2 separate regions of the Sminthopsis crassicaudata genome follow, and region 2 is linked to region 1. A link is a contact called in public Hi-C data. All regions are on one chromosome and are shown on one strand. Each heading gives the region's core, a stretch centred on a gene start, on an enhancer-like site or on the middle of the called end of the contact. The rest is flanking DNA. Distances are from core to core; before and after follow the strand shown.

Region 1 (6,112 bases), core at 1,837-4,336:
TAGAATATACAACTAATGTGCCTTCCACAAAGCTTCAAGGCAGCACGTATTTCTCACAAAGATGGTTTCAGGTTGTAACAAACAGCTTTCAGCTGTTTAACAAATATTTACCAAGTGACAGCTATGAACAAAGTTCTGTGCCAGGTGCTGGAGTCATTAGCATTCAAAATAAAATACAGACACCCTTACCCTTCCAGAAAGCTGGTGTGCACCCACCTGTCCAATTCAGTTTGATGGTCCATTCATAGAAGAAGATGAGTTTGCCCTTTCGGTTGTTTATTGATGCCTCTCCATCGAGCTTGCTCACTTCTGTCACCTCACAACTGCCTTCTTCTCCTTGCACTTGGATCGCCAAAAACAGGGATTTCAGCTTGTCGGTGGACCAGTTTGAAGCATCCCTCTCAGTCCTAAAAAGGAGAACACAACCATGGAATCCTCTAGACAGCAACTGTTTAGAATCAACCCACTGTATGAAGAGACAGATGAGCAAACTAAGGTTCAGATAATTTATCAAATCGTCCAGTTATTAAATATCCAGAGATGGGATTCCAATGAACCCACCCCCTTCTTCTCCCTCATCTACAATGTTTCTAAGTATTATAATGCTACTTATTAACCATGTGCTCTGATATGAGTAACCTGACACTCAAAGCAATTCCCCTTGTGATCGGTTATATTTGTAAGACACTACCAAACTCAGAAGTACGGTTTGTGGGTACAGTAGTAGTAATAAAGTAACAGGTCAGTGGGAGGCCCGGACCAGTGATTGCGCTAACAAGCAGTAGCCCTGCATCACACCGTGAGAAAGGAGGTGTCACACTTGGGGCCCAGAAAACTCCCGCACGCCCCAGAATCACCTTCGAATGCAATTGGGAAACATTAACAAAGAAACACAACCAGAGGTGGGCGGTGGTTTGGAAATCACCATGAGCTGGGGGAGGTCCTTTTGCAGTTTGGTACCACAGAAGGGAGCGGGGTATGGTTTTTAAAACGCAACCTGTTTGCTCCTTTCAGAGTGGTAAAGATGAGAGAATACAGGGCTAGTACCGCTAACACTCCTCGTATAGAGCTTCGGGGCAGCACAAATTCTTTTCACCTACATGTCAAAGAGCAGTCAATAAAAAAAATCCGCGTGGTTGTCTGTAAAACACGGAACGCGAACACGCTGTTTCAGAAAACTAAGAACTCATGCATTCAACAAGTACGGCAGCAGTCCGAGAAGAAGGCTAGGGCATTCGCGCAGTCCCACATACCCTTCGGTGCTAACACTGGGAGCCGTCCACGGCAACTAAAACAAAGCCCGGCGCGCTGCGAGGAGGCACAAAGAATTCGGAGGAAGGCTAGCGCTTCTGGGGGTGTGTGAGCGACAAAGGGGGTGGAGGAGAGGCTCGTCCAGCGAAGGCGGCCTTAAGGAAATGACACTGGAGCTAGGCCCGGGAGGGAGAAGCAGCCCGATCCCCGGGCCGCGGTGACCCAGGCGGGAGCTCTCCAGCCCCGCGGCGATGGGCCGCGTCCCTCAGCACAGGGCTGATCCTTCCGGGGGACGAGAGAGAAGGCATTACGGACCCGAGGACGTCCTCTGCCCAGGTCCCCTGGCACCGCTCTCGCCACGATTCCCCGGCTGTCTCGTTGTGGCGGATCCCACCCTCCTTCACCAACACGTGGGGGGAGGAAACGTGCGTCCCCGGAACTCTCCTCTGCAAGCGCTCGGGGGCCGGCGCGGACCGGGCCCGGCTTCCAGGGAAGGCTAGTTTGCCCGGGCCGAGGAGGGCGCCGTCTCCGGGGCCACGCTTTGTCCGGGGGCCGCCTCTCCTCCTCCTCCATCCCCACGGTCCCCGCTCCACATGCAGCAGAGCACCGGGCAGAGCGCCGCTCCGGGGCCGCCCGAGCCCAGGCCCCTCTCCGGCCACTGCTCCTTCCTGCACTTACCAGTGCCAGTTATTGACGTTAGTAGCGTCTGCCCGCTCCTCCACGATCCAGCGTGGGTCACCCTCGCCCCACTTGGCCATCTGGTCTCGGATTCTACTGCCGCAGGCTCCCGCCCGGCCCCGGCCCCAGCCGCCCGGCAGCGCCTGGAAATTACTAGAAGCGGGCGCAGCGCCTCCCGGCTCGCTTTTCCCTCCACCTTCCCCCCCCACCCCAGCCCAACCTTCTCCGCTCTCCTCCGCAAGCTTCCGGATCCTCCTCCTCCTCCTCCTCTTCCTCCTACTTCTCTTTCGGCCTACTTCCACCAGGTACTTCCGCTCCAACTTTCCGCGGGGCACGATGCCCCAATTCCAAGGGTTCCGGCCTATTCCCCATTTGCTAAACCGCCCCTCTCCCTCACGACTAGTGCACATATGCAATTACTTATGTGGGAAGAACCCTGGATAACCCATCTGTACCACATGCCGGAAACTATAACTCTTCTCCTGGCTTCTCACCCACGCAATGAGGGGTGAAAGCACTGAGCGAGGCTCTCTGGGAATTGTAGTTTTTGTTTACCTGCCCCCTCCATGTCCGGCGGAAGAAGGCGTTGCAAAATAGGGAAGCGTCCCGAGCCCACCCGCCCTGCCCAATTCAGTTTGTGGGCATTGTAGTCCTCAGGACCAAAGTCGAGGGCGAGCCGGAAAAAGGAGGGGGAGAGAGGAAAACGACAACTTCCAGCATGCCGTGCGGCCGGACCCCCTCCCTGGATGGTTCTTCTCTCCCTCTTCCCCTTACCTTTGGGCTGCGTCGTGTGACGAGGAAGGCTCGGCGGGCTGAGGTTGAGTGACTGCTGCGGAGCCCTGAGAGGGAGGGGCCGATGCGGAAGAGGTAAGGGGTTCAGGCCGCCCCTTGTGCCCCTCGCCCTTCGGTTCCCCGCTGGCCACTGCGCAGTTTTCGCTGTGGCTTCTTGACATTCTCTCGTCCCCTCCTTAAACTAACGTCCCCTCCCTTCACGTCCCTCTGGGATGCCTTCCCCTTCTCCCTCGAGGTGTCTGGGGGGAAGGCAGGGGAATCCTGAGGGAAGCAGGGGCTGCTGAGCGCCCCCTAGGTCTGCCCCTTCCTGTCCCCCGGTATTCGCCCCCACCCCTACCTTTCCCGTCCCCTCCTCTTAGTTCCTGCAGGCGGGTGGGAACGGGCCTCTCTGCAGTTATCAGTGTCCAAGTATGGGCGAATGGGGGCGGAGTGGAGAGAGCCCCAAATCAGAAAGCTCTTTAGTTGAAATCCTGCCTCAGACTCCCAGGTGTGTGACCTGAGCAAGTTGTGATCACTTCTGCCTCAGTTTGTCCATCTGCAGCATGAGGATAATAACTCCCCTCCCGGGGCTATTGTGAGGATAAAATGAGATGTCTGCAGCGCGGCTTCTTCGGTAATTGCAAATCTCTCCTTTAACCCTGACTGCACTCCCGGGAGGTAACTGCTCTTATTCTCCCGTTTGACCCAGGAGGAAACGTGCCCAGAGAAGAGGGTTTCGAACGCCGACTTGAACTAAGGTTGTTGTTTCCCCCAGCTGCATTTGCTTGGGGTTGGTGTATGTTGGACAGAGCTCCAAAGTCCATTACTATTTCCATTGTAATGATCTGCTTCCATGTAATGAAGAGTTAGAGACTGCAAGTGAAAACGCACGGATACTAGCCCTTGTCCCACCGATTTAAGAAGGTTAACCATATCTCCCCAGGACTTAGCATCCTTCATCCTTAGATGAATTCTTTTCTATATTTAAGGTACATGGGATTTTATTTTTTGAATGCTTTTTTGGTAGGTTTGTTAACTCACTTCCTTATAATTTCCACCCACTATAGAATTGAACCCTCTTTAAAAATTTTGTGTTGTTTTTTCCCCCATCTATTTCCCAACATATCTTCCCCCCTCCTTTTTTTTTTCTTTTAATAGAAATTAACAGTTCAACAAAGTTTGACAAAAATGATTGTTAAAAACTATCTTTACATGTATTTGGAAAAATAAAATACTATTGAAAAAAAATTCAAAATCCAGCACTCCAACCAAATCAAACATTATATGCAGTGTTTCACACACATAGCTCCAAACCCCTTTATTTATTTATTTATCTCCTCATCTATTTATTTATTTATTTTCATTTAAAGAAGCAAGGCTATGTAATCTCTTTTTCTTCTTTGGGACCAAGCATAGTCATAATTTTACAGCATTTGGTTTTGTTTGTTTTCTTATCATGTCTTTCACTTTATACTGTTGTACCATGTAATTTTTATTCCCACTTCTGCTTACTTCATCTTTCTTGCTGTACAGTCTTTTTTTGTTAAGGACCACACCTAAGTACAAAACTCAGAAAGGTTAAAGGGGACTGCACCATTAAGAGATGGCTTGGTGTTCTTCTAAAGCCCCACAGCTGCAAATCATAACACACTTGAAGGAATTGTAAATCATTCTTTAAGCAGATGTTGCTTGGGAATTGGGAATGAAATGAATGGGAGGAAAGAAGTCAGAGAATGGAACTACCTCACAGTCTCCTTGTATCCTTATCATCCTCTCACATGAAGGGATCAATTCTGCCCATCAGAAGTAGATCCCTAGTAAGTGGCTCCGGGAATAGTTTTTCAGTCCAACTCTTCAAGACCTCATTTGGAATTTTCTTGGCAAAAATACTGGAATAGTTTGTCATTTCCTACTCTAGCTCAATTTACAGATGAGGAAACTAAGGCAAATAGGGTTAAATATGTTGCCCAAGATCACACAGCTAATAAGTGTCTGAGGCCAGATTTGAATTCAGGAAAACAAGTCTTCCTGACTTCAGGCCTAGCATCATAACCACTTGTGCCACCTAGCTGTCCCATTGCTTCACCTTATATCAATTCATTTAAATCTTTACATATTTCTTACTATTCATATTTTCTTTCATGTTCTGTTTCATTTCATTCTTATACCAGACTTGTCTATTTTAAATAAATAGGCTTTGTTTCTAATTCTTTGCTAGTACAAAAAGTACTATTATGAATATTTTGGTATACATGGCATCTCTTTATTATTGCTCTTCTTGGGATATATATACTTAGCAAAGGGATCTCTGAGTCAAAGAGTATGGACATTTTAGCCCATTTCTCTGTATAATTCCAAATTGCTTTCCAGAATGATCAGACCAGTTCACATCAGTAGTGTGTTAATTTGCCTTGTCTTTTTGCACAAGTTTCAGTCTCTTTGCCTGGATGTTGTGAACTCAGAGTTGAAGAGTGTATTACAAGGCCTGTAATGGACTTTACATAAAGTGCTTAGGTTCTTTTCTTGACTGGCATGGTTTTTGTCATGCCTGATCTAAATCCTTTAGCCATCATTGAAAAGTATTTTCTGTAACTTCCATGAATTCTTTGTGGTGTTGTGAGACAGAAGCTTTATATTTTTATTTTATTGTTCCAAATTTTTTACTGTCTTTTATTTCTATTATTTTGCTTTTGTTATTTAATGTGCCTTGATTTGTTGTCTTTTCACATTGTTTGCTAATCCATTATACTATCTTAATTTTCAATAGATGCATATCTGGTAATATACTATTGTGCAACTTATTGACTTTCAAAAAAAATACTTGTCAATGAAATGACAGAAAATGAAAAGACACATTACAGATCATAAGAGCACAGACTTTAACTTTCCTTCATACTGTACCCTGGGATTTTTATAGTTACACTTGCTAAGCAAGTGATACAGTTTTGATTTTTACTCAGCATGGTTATTAAGTTCCTGAAGTCAATTTGACACCAACAAATCAAATCTACAACATCCCTAGGTTAGTGTAATTAGACCTTACACTAAGGCCTATGGCCAGCATTAGCTGGACTGCTACTAACTTTCCACAAGCTCCATTTTAAAGAATACTTCCTTAGAGGGAGTAAGAGGCAAGTATAGAAATGCCAAGTAAAAGGTGAATAGATTTGGATGTTCTTAGAGCTGCTGTTATTCTTTGCTTGTTAGTCTTTTTTATTTTTTTATTTATTTTTGCTTTTCAGCTCTTGGCTAAAAGTGTTGTTTTCCAAAGGCCCTTATTTTCAAGCCAGTTACCACAAATGGTTTAGGATGTATTGTGGACAGAATTTCCTTACCAATACAGCACTTAAAAATTTTTTTTTTTTTAACATATCTTTTACCAGTCAAAAGCGTGGTTTTCCAAATATTTAGA
Region 2 (6,112 bases), core at 2,590-5,089, 140 kb after region 1:
GACATTCTATCTAGGGCTTTAAGAGTCAAACCGATGACTTGATATTTGTCAAGTTTCTAAGATAACATAAAAAAATGTAATTTTTTTTTTTAACTCGGGTGCTCCTGACCCAGGACTTTACCCACTTACTATACTTTCTAACTATACCCCAGTCTTCTAATCAATCAGTTGATAAATCAGCTTTTATTAAATTGGTCTTGTGTACCAGACACCATTCTTTGTTCCCTCCACACAAACTCCTTTTACTTTCTATTAAAGGTCACACTTATATCTTTATTTTCCTCTGTTATTTGAAGGAGAATCAGAAGGGGAGGAGGAGAATATCCCAGGACTCCCTTACATATGATCACTGTTCCTTTCCTTTCTCACTCTTACTAGCTATGGGTGACTATTTGAAAATTATTTCATTCCTTCTCACTCCTTTACCTGTAAAATGGGGATAAAGAGGTTCTAAGGGATAATCTATGGAAAGCAATTTGTAAATCTTCAAGTATTACAGAAATAAACAAAGCAACACACATACAAACACACAAAATGACATAGAATAACTAGAATTCAAAAAAATGAATTCGGTAATGGCCCAATTTGAGGCTGCAGGGTGGGAGATATTTTGGGGTCAGGAAAGTCTCCAGGGATCTTTGGGGGATTTGCTGGCGAGAACTTCACAAGGCAATAAAGGAGATATTTTGGGGAAGAGGTATTGGCTACAGGGTTTCTCCCAATTAGGTCACAAGGGTCTATTTCCTCCTTTTGGGGATTGTGACTTCAGTGAAACTAATTCACTCTATTTTGGGGTAGAGAGGGAAAAGGAAGGAATATGTTTCTGAAGACAATAAAGATTGTCATTGCTGAGAACCAAAGGGCCTGTATCTCCCTGGGACCTTACCTTCTCAGGAACTGCCATTCTGTTCCAGTGACCCTTGAACAGAGGAATTTCCCTCAAAATTTGCTTTGTGAGGGGAGGAGTTAATAAGAGGGTGGGGGATGTAGGAGCCAATGGGGACCATGCTGTGGTTGGCCTTTGGGTCTCCGAAAGAAGGACATCTAAGGTCTCAGCTTTAGTAGTTTCCTTTTCCCAACATTCTCATCGGATTGCTGAATCCATTTCTTGTACAAAGTGAGTCAGCTGAAGACACAACTGTGAAGCAATGGTCTTTTCAGCATCCCCTTCCCCATTATGGCCTGTCAGTACCTTTTCTCCCAGATCCTCAGTCCTTTTTCACTTCTAAATGATCAGATAAATTCTCTCCACTGTTAGAGCAGCATTTATATTTTAAAGTTAAATCCTAGGAAAGAAACAATGTATGTAAGGGAATTCTGGGATATTTGCCTCCTCCCCTTCTGATTCTCACTGGAGCAACTGAAGGAAATAGGGTATGTTTATCATGTAACAGTAAAAGGAGTTTGTGTGGAGAGAACAAAAATGATCCCTGGTACACAGGACCAATTTAGTAAATACTGATTTATGAACTATTTGATTAGAAGACTAGAGGGGAGGGTACCAGTCCTGGAGTCAGGAGGACCTGAGTTCAAATCCAACTTGCTAGCTGTGTGACCCTGGGTGAATCACTTAACCGTTATTGCCTCCAAGAAAAAAAAGATCATGACAGCATTAGGAAATATTTTTGCAATTTTTTGCATTGGAAAAATGAAATAGAGTAACTAGAACTCTATGGAAACTTACTGGCCTGGCTTGAAAAATTGATAGAGTCATTAGGAATGCCAGGGAAAAAAAGGGAAAAAAATCCCTTTTTCACTGACAGAAGCAGCTGTACATGACAGGACCTGTAGGGAAGGATACTAGCCAGAACCCCTATATTTGAGACTGACTGTAAGGGACCCTTGGGATTTACATACAACTTTGGGATAAATGGTCCATTCTATGATTTCTATTCTGTTTCTTTCCTTTGAATATAACTTTAGCATGTTTGCAAATGGGGAGCTGGTCTGAAGGGATAGTGATGACTCTTTATGACTGTATGGTGTTTTCCTTGGCAGAGATAAGAGTGCCTGGCATTCATTTCTTTCTCCAGTGAATTAAAGCAAACAGCAGTTGGTGACTTACTGGGTCATAGAGATAGCATCTGAAGTTGGATCTGAATTCAGGCCCAGCAATCTCTCCACTGAGTCACCAAACTGCCAGAAGGCCTGTGTTTTCCCAGCTTTCCTGAATGGTGGACCAGTGAATTCTGAGGAAAGCTCTCAGAGTGGACCAGAGCCCCTCCCGTCAAGTCCACAAACATTTACTAAGCTCACACTGTGTCCCAGACATCATGCTAAGAGTGCTTTGTTTGAGGAACAGTTAGGTTAGGGTCTCTGGATGGTAAAGTAATGGAGAAAAGTATAAGAAGACTGGAAAGATAGGAAAGGAGCTGTGGCACTCTGTGCTTTAAAAGCCAAACAGATGAGCTGACATTTAAGTTTCTGACACAAGGCATTGTTTTTAAAAATGTATGCATGAGGGCCAGAGTTGAACCAAGTCCTCTTAGTTGCGAGGCTGTCTCACTAACCATTTTACCACCTCATTCATACAGGAAAAAATATACTCCAAATTGTCCTTCATTCTCGAAGAATGAAGTCTGGGAGGCGATGCCATGATGTACAAATGAAACATATTTAAGTGAGAGAGGTCACCTGCCTCACCTTCCCCTGCAGAGCCAACTGGGTCCAGTGCCTGGAGATGGCCAGGGTGCCTGGGGAGAAACTAAGGTCTTGAGGCAACACCCATTCAAGTGATTAAGGCTGGGTAGCAATTGAGGCCTCTCACCTAGTCAAAAAAAACCTAAATAAATAAAAGAATAGGGAGAGGCCTCGGTGAGGAGGGACTCTAATATCTGTGTCCTTGCTGGGAGTCAGGAGACCTCATTACTAGGTTTTGAAGCAGCCAGTTGGATAAATCCTTGATAAACGCCTTGGTTAAAATCCCGTGTCTGTTCTGTCCTAGCTGAGAGATCGTGGGCAAGTCTATTAACTTCTCTTGTGACTCAGTTTCTTCATCTGCAAAATAGGTATAATAATCCTGCCTGTTTTCCAGGTTTTGAAAGGATAAAATGATATGTTTGTCAAGGAGTTTGCAAATTGTAAAGCACTACAGAAATGATTATAATTAGTTCTGATTTTGTGGTTGATTCTTTTCTTTTGTCCTTGTAAGTAATCGTCTTTTTTTGGGCTTCAATGGTCTCTACCAGCGGAGGGCGCTGTGATGAGACTCCGTGTATTCGCAGAGCTAGTTTAGATAGATTTTTTTTTAAGGGTTGGAGTCCTCGAAACTACATTTCCCAGGATGCACTTGGGGCTGCCTCAGATTTAGAGCGCGTCGAAATCGCTACTCCGGAGGGACAAAGGGCGCTTTCTGGTGGCTTGCTTTAGTTCTGGGGCAGACGGAAGGTGGGGAGAGGAGCAGGATGGGAGGGAGAGAGCCAAAAGAGAGAAAGCCACCATTTTCCCCCGAACCCCAAACATCTAGGCCTCTCCGTTAAGCCCTCCCAGTTGTGCACAGACCTTTCCTGCCTGCATCATGGACCCTTTGTGCTCAAGAAACTTCACGCCTGGGACTCGCCGGACAGCATGTGCAAGCCACTTGACTTGTCTGGATCTGTTTCTTAATCCAACCCCTTTAAACAAGGTTGGATTAAATTCCTTTTATATTTTAGGGGCTTTCTTGTGCTCTTGGGAGTGGTAGTTCTCCCTACTCTTTCCTTTCATTTTCTCCTTCCTAACACGACAGCACATAAAACTACCTTTCCCATAGTGTTGTGCCTTGCTTAAGACTTCCGGGGTGCCTGCTAAGAACTACTATTCCCACAATGCCCCACGCTATAGACTATTGTTGGGCTAGAGGGAGGAGCTAGCAACGGGAGAACTACATTTCCCAGGCCGCCTCGTGCTGAGGCGGGAGAGGAGAGAAGGGCTCTCTCCGGGCCTGGACCGAACCGAGGAAATATGAGTCCGGCGGCGGTGGGAGTAGGCCCGGCTGAGTCCGGGCTTCGCTTCCGTCGGGGCCGCGGCAAGATGAAGTCTTCCGGGGCTGCAGCGTCAGGGCCGGAGCTTGCCGCCGGGGATAGCGGCCTGTGCCCTAAGCTGACTCCACAATTGAAACCAAAGATCCCCGGGCAGGTCATGGGGTGGGTCCTGCTAGCCGCGGTCACCACGCTGGCCTTCGCCACTCGCTTCCACCGGTTGCACGAGCCGGCGCACGTCTGGTGAGAGGCCGGGACACCATGGCAACGGGGAGGGGACGAGTAGCCGTATGATTGGCTGAGCAGGTTAAGGGGACGAGCCGTGATTGGAGGAGAGGCTTGCCAATGAGTGGGTGGTTCAGCCTTATTCTACAAAAACTTTTCACCTGTTGAATGAATGAATTTTTCAGGGCTGAGACACCAGCATTCTATTCCGCTTGTCAGTCTGTGTAAAACTTCCTACCTAGAAAAAAAGAATATATATTTTCTGTCTTGCTAGTCTATTTTTAAAAAGTGATTTGGGATTCCTCTCCCCTATTTATTAACCATCAATACATAAATTATTTAATGCATTTAGGATCCTCCCCTCCCCCCCCCCCCCAGTTTTCCATGTGCAGTAAATTTAGTCTAGTGATTTAGAGAAAGGCGTTGAGACACCTGTTTTCACCAGGTACTATCCTAAATTTTTATGCAGCTGCTGCAGAGATTTTTTTTTGCCCTTGTTCCCATATCAAGATTTCTGGGAAACAAGTTCTGGAATTGCCTCGTAGGAATAGATTGTGTTTGGTTCTCTGTTTAAATATTCAGTTGAATATTTCTTTTACAGAAGGTTAAAAAAATTGGGCTTCAATTAGACCTTAATGCAACTTTTATTTATTTATTTATTTGTTTATTATTATTATTATTATTTTTTCCCTGAGGCTGAGGTTAAGTGACTTGCCCAGGGTCACACAGCTAGGAAGTGTTAAGTGTCTGAGACCAGATTTGAACTCGGGTCCTCCTGAATTCAGGGCTGGTGCTCTGTCCACTGCGCCACCTAGCTGCCACCTAGCTGCCGCCTAGTACAACTTGTAAATGGCCAACGAATCCAACTGCTTCTTGGTTACTGTAACTAAACGGTGATGTGAAAAATGAAGCAGGAAAGGGTAATTTAGGCAAAGCGGAGGATTAATGAACCAGTCTTCAAGTATAGCTTTGGGAACGCCCATCTGTTCATTTGCTTAAAGAGATAATAATTTGTGATGCAGTCTTGAATCCTAATGATGTTTACAACCTTCCCCGCCCACGTTCCATGAGAAATAAAAACATTTTCTAGCACATGTGTGGCTTGTGGGTAACTTTGTGCTTATAGAAACTGAATTAGAAAACCATCTCATACCGTTAGATAACCACCGTTATCACCTTTTCTTGAACCTGAGAGGAGAGGAAGAGAGCAGACAAGGAGAACCATCCTTACTTTGATGTGACGTGATTTATACTAGCTCATTTAAAGGTATAATTGCAGGAGCTGGATAGTTTGCTGTTACTACTAAGTCACCTTTTTCTTTTCTTTTTGCTGCAGTTGGGATGAAACTCATTTTGGAAAAATGGGAAGTTACTATATCAATCGGACCTTTTTCTTTGATATTCACCCACCTCTGGGAAAGGTGAGGAGCTCTGTTTTTTTGCTGTGTGGGCTGTGAAGTCTCTTCAGTTAGTTGCGTGGTTGGTTGGTTCTCTGGGGTAGGTACCATGTCACATACTGTAGCCTTCAAGAACAGTGAGCTAGCGAAGCCCTCCTGTCATCTCCACGCCCCTCCAACCTCTCTCCTTACTCCCACCCTGATGGATAATTTTCTTTCTGAGAATCTGGGTTTGGTTTTTTTCCCCTGCTTTAAAGTAGAAAAAAGGAAAGAATTGGTGAAATGCTTCAGCTTAATTTGGGGTTGGAACCTTGAATCAAGGCTAACTTGCCGAGATAGTACTCTTCCTACTCAAAATCTATTCCCCTGGTATTTTTTCTTCATTCACTTTGTCCTACTACCCTAAAATTTTTGCCATCTAGACGATCATTTGTTTTCCACAAATCTGTTTATAAAATTGCAAACAAGTACGTGAGGGCTAAGGGTTTACCTTTATCTACATATTTGTGTAAATTAGTTGTCAGATTTTCT

What was found. A called contact is a pair of places that touch in the nucleus more often than the background predicts.
Region 2: a Hi-C map of hippocampus shows a contact between it and region 1, with 2.1 times the contacts expected there. The contact joins the promoter of POMT2 here to the promoter of AHSA1 in region 1. A contact is called at or near these places in 2 of 2 Hi-C or Micro-C datasets (fibroblasts and hippocampus).

The regions. Positions count from the first base shown.
Region 1 is chr2:310,602,380-310,608,491 of ASM4859323v1, forward strand. It overlaps AHSA1 (activator of HSP90 ATPase activity 1), which reads right to left and starts at 3,087. Exons shown (of 9, transcript XM_074289893.1): 1 at 2,704-3,087; 2 at 217-407. The coding sequence starts at 2,882. It overlaps VIPAS39 (VPS33B interacting protein, apical-basolateral polarity regulator, spe-39 homolog), which reads left to right and starts at 2,658. Exons shown (of 19, transcript XM_074289890.1): 1 at 2,658-2,796.
Region 2 is chr2:310,737,643-310,743,754 of ASM4859323v1, forward strand. It overlaps POMT2 (protein O-mannosyltransferase 2), which reads left to right and starts at 3,840. Exons shown (of 21, transcript XM_074289898.1): 1 at 3,840-4,202; 2 at 5,521-5,605. The coding sequence starts at 3,943. It overlaps GSTZ1 (glutathione S-transferase zeta 1), which reads right to left and starts at 3,639. Exons shown (of 9, transcript XM_074289899.1): 1 at 3,502-3,639. The coding sequence starts at 3,519.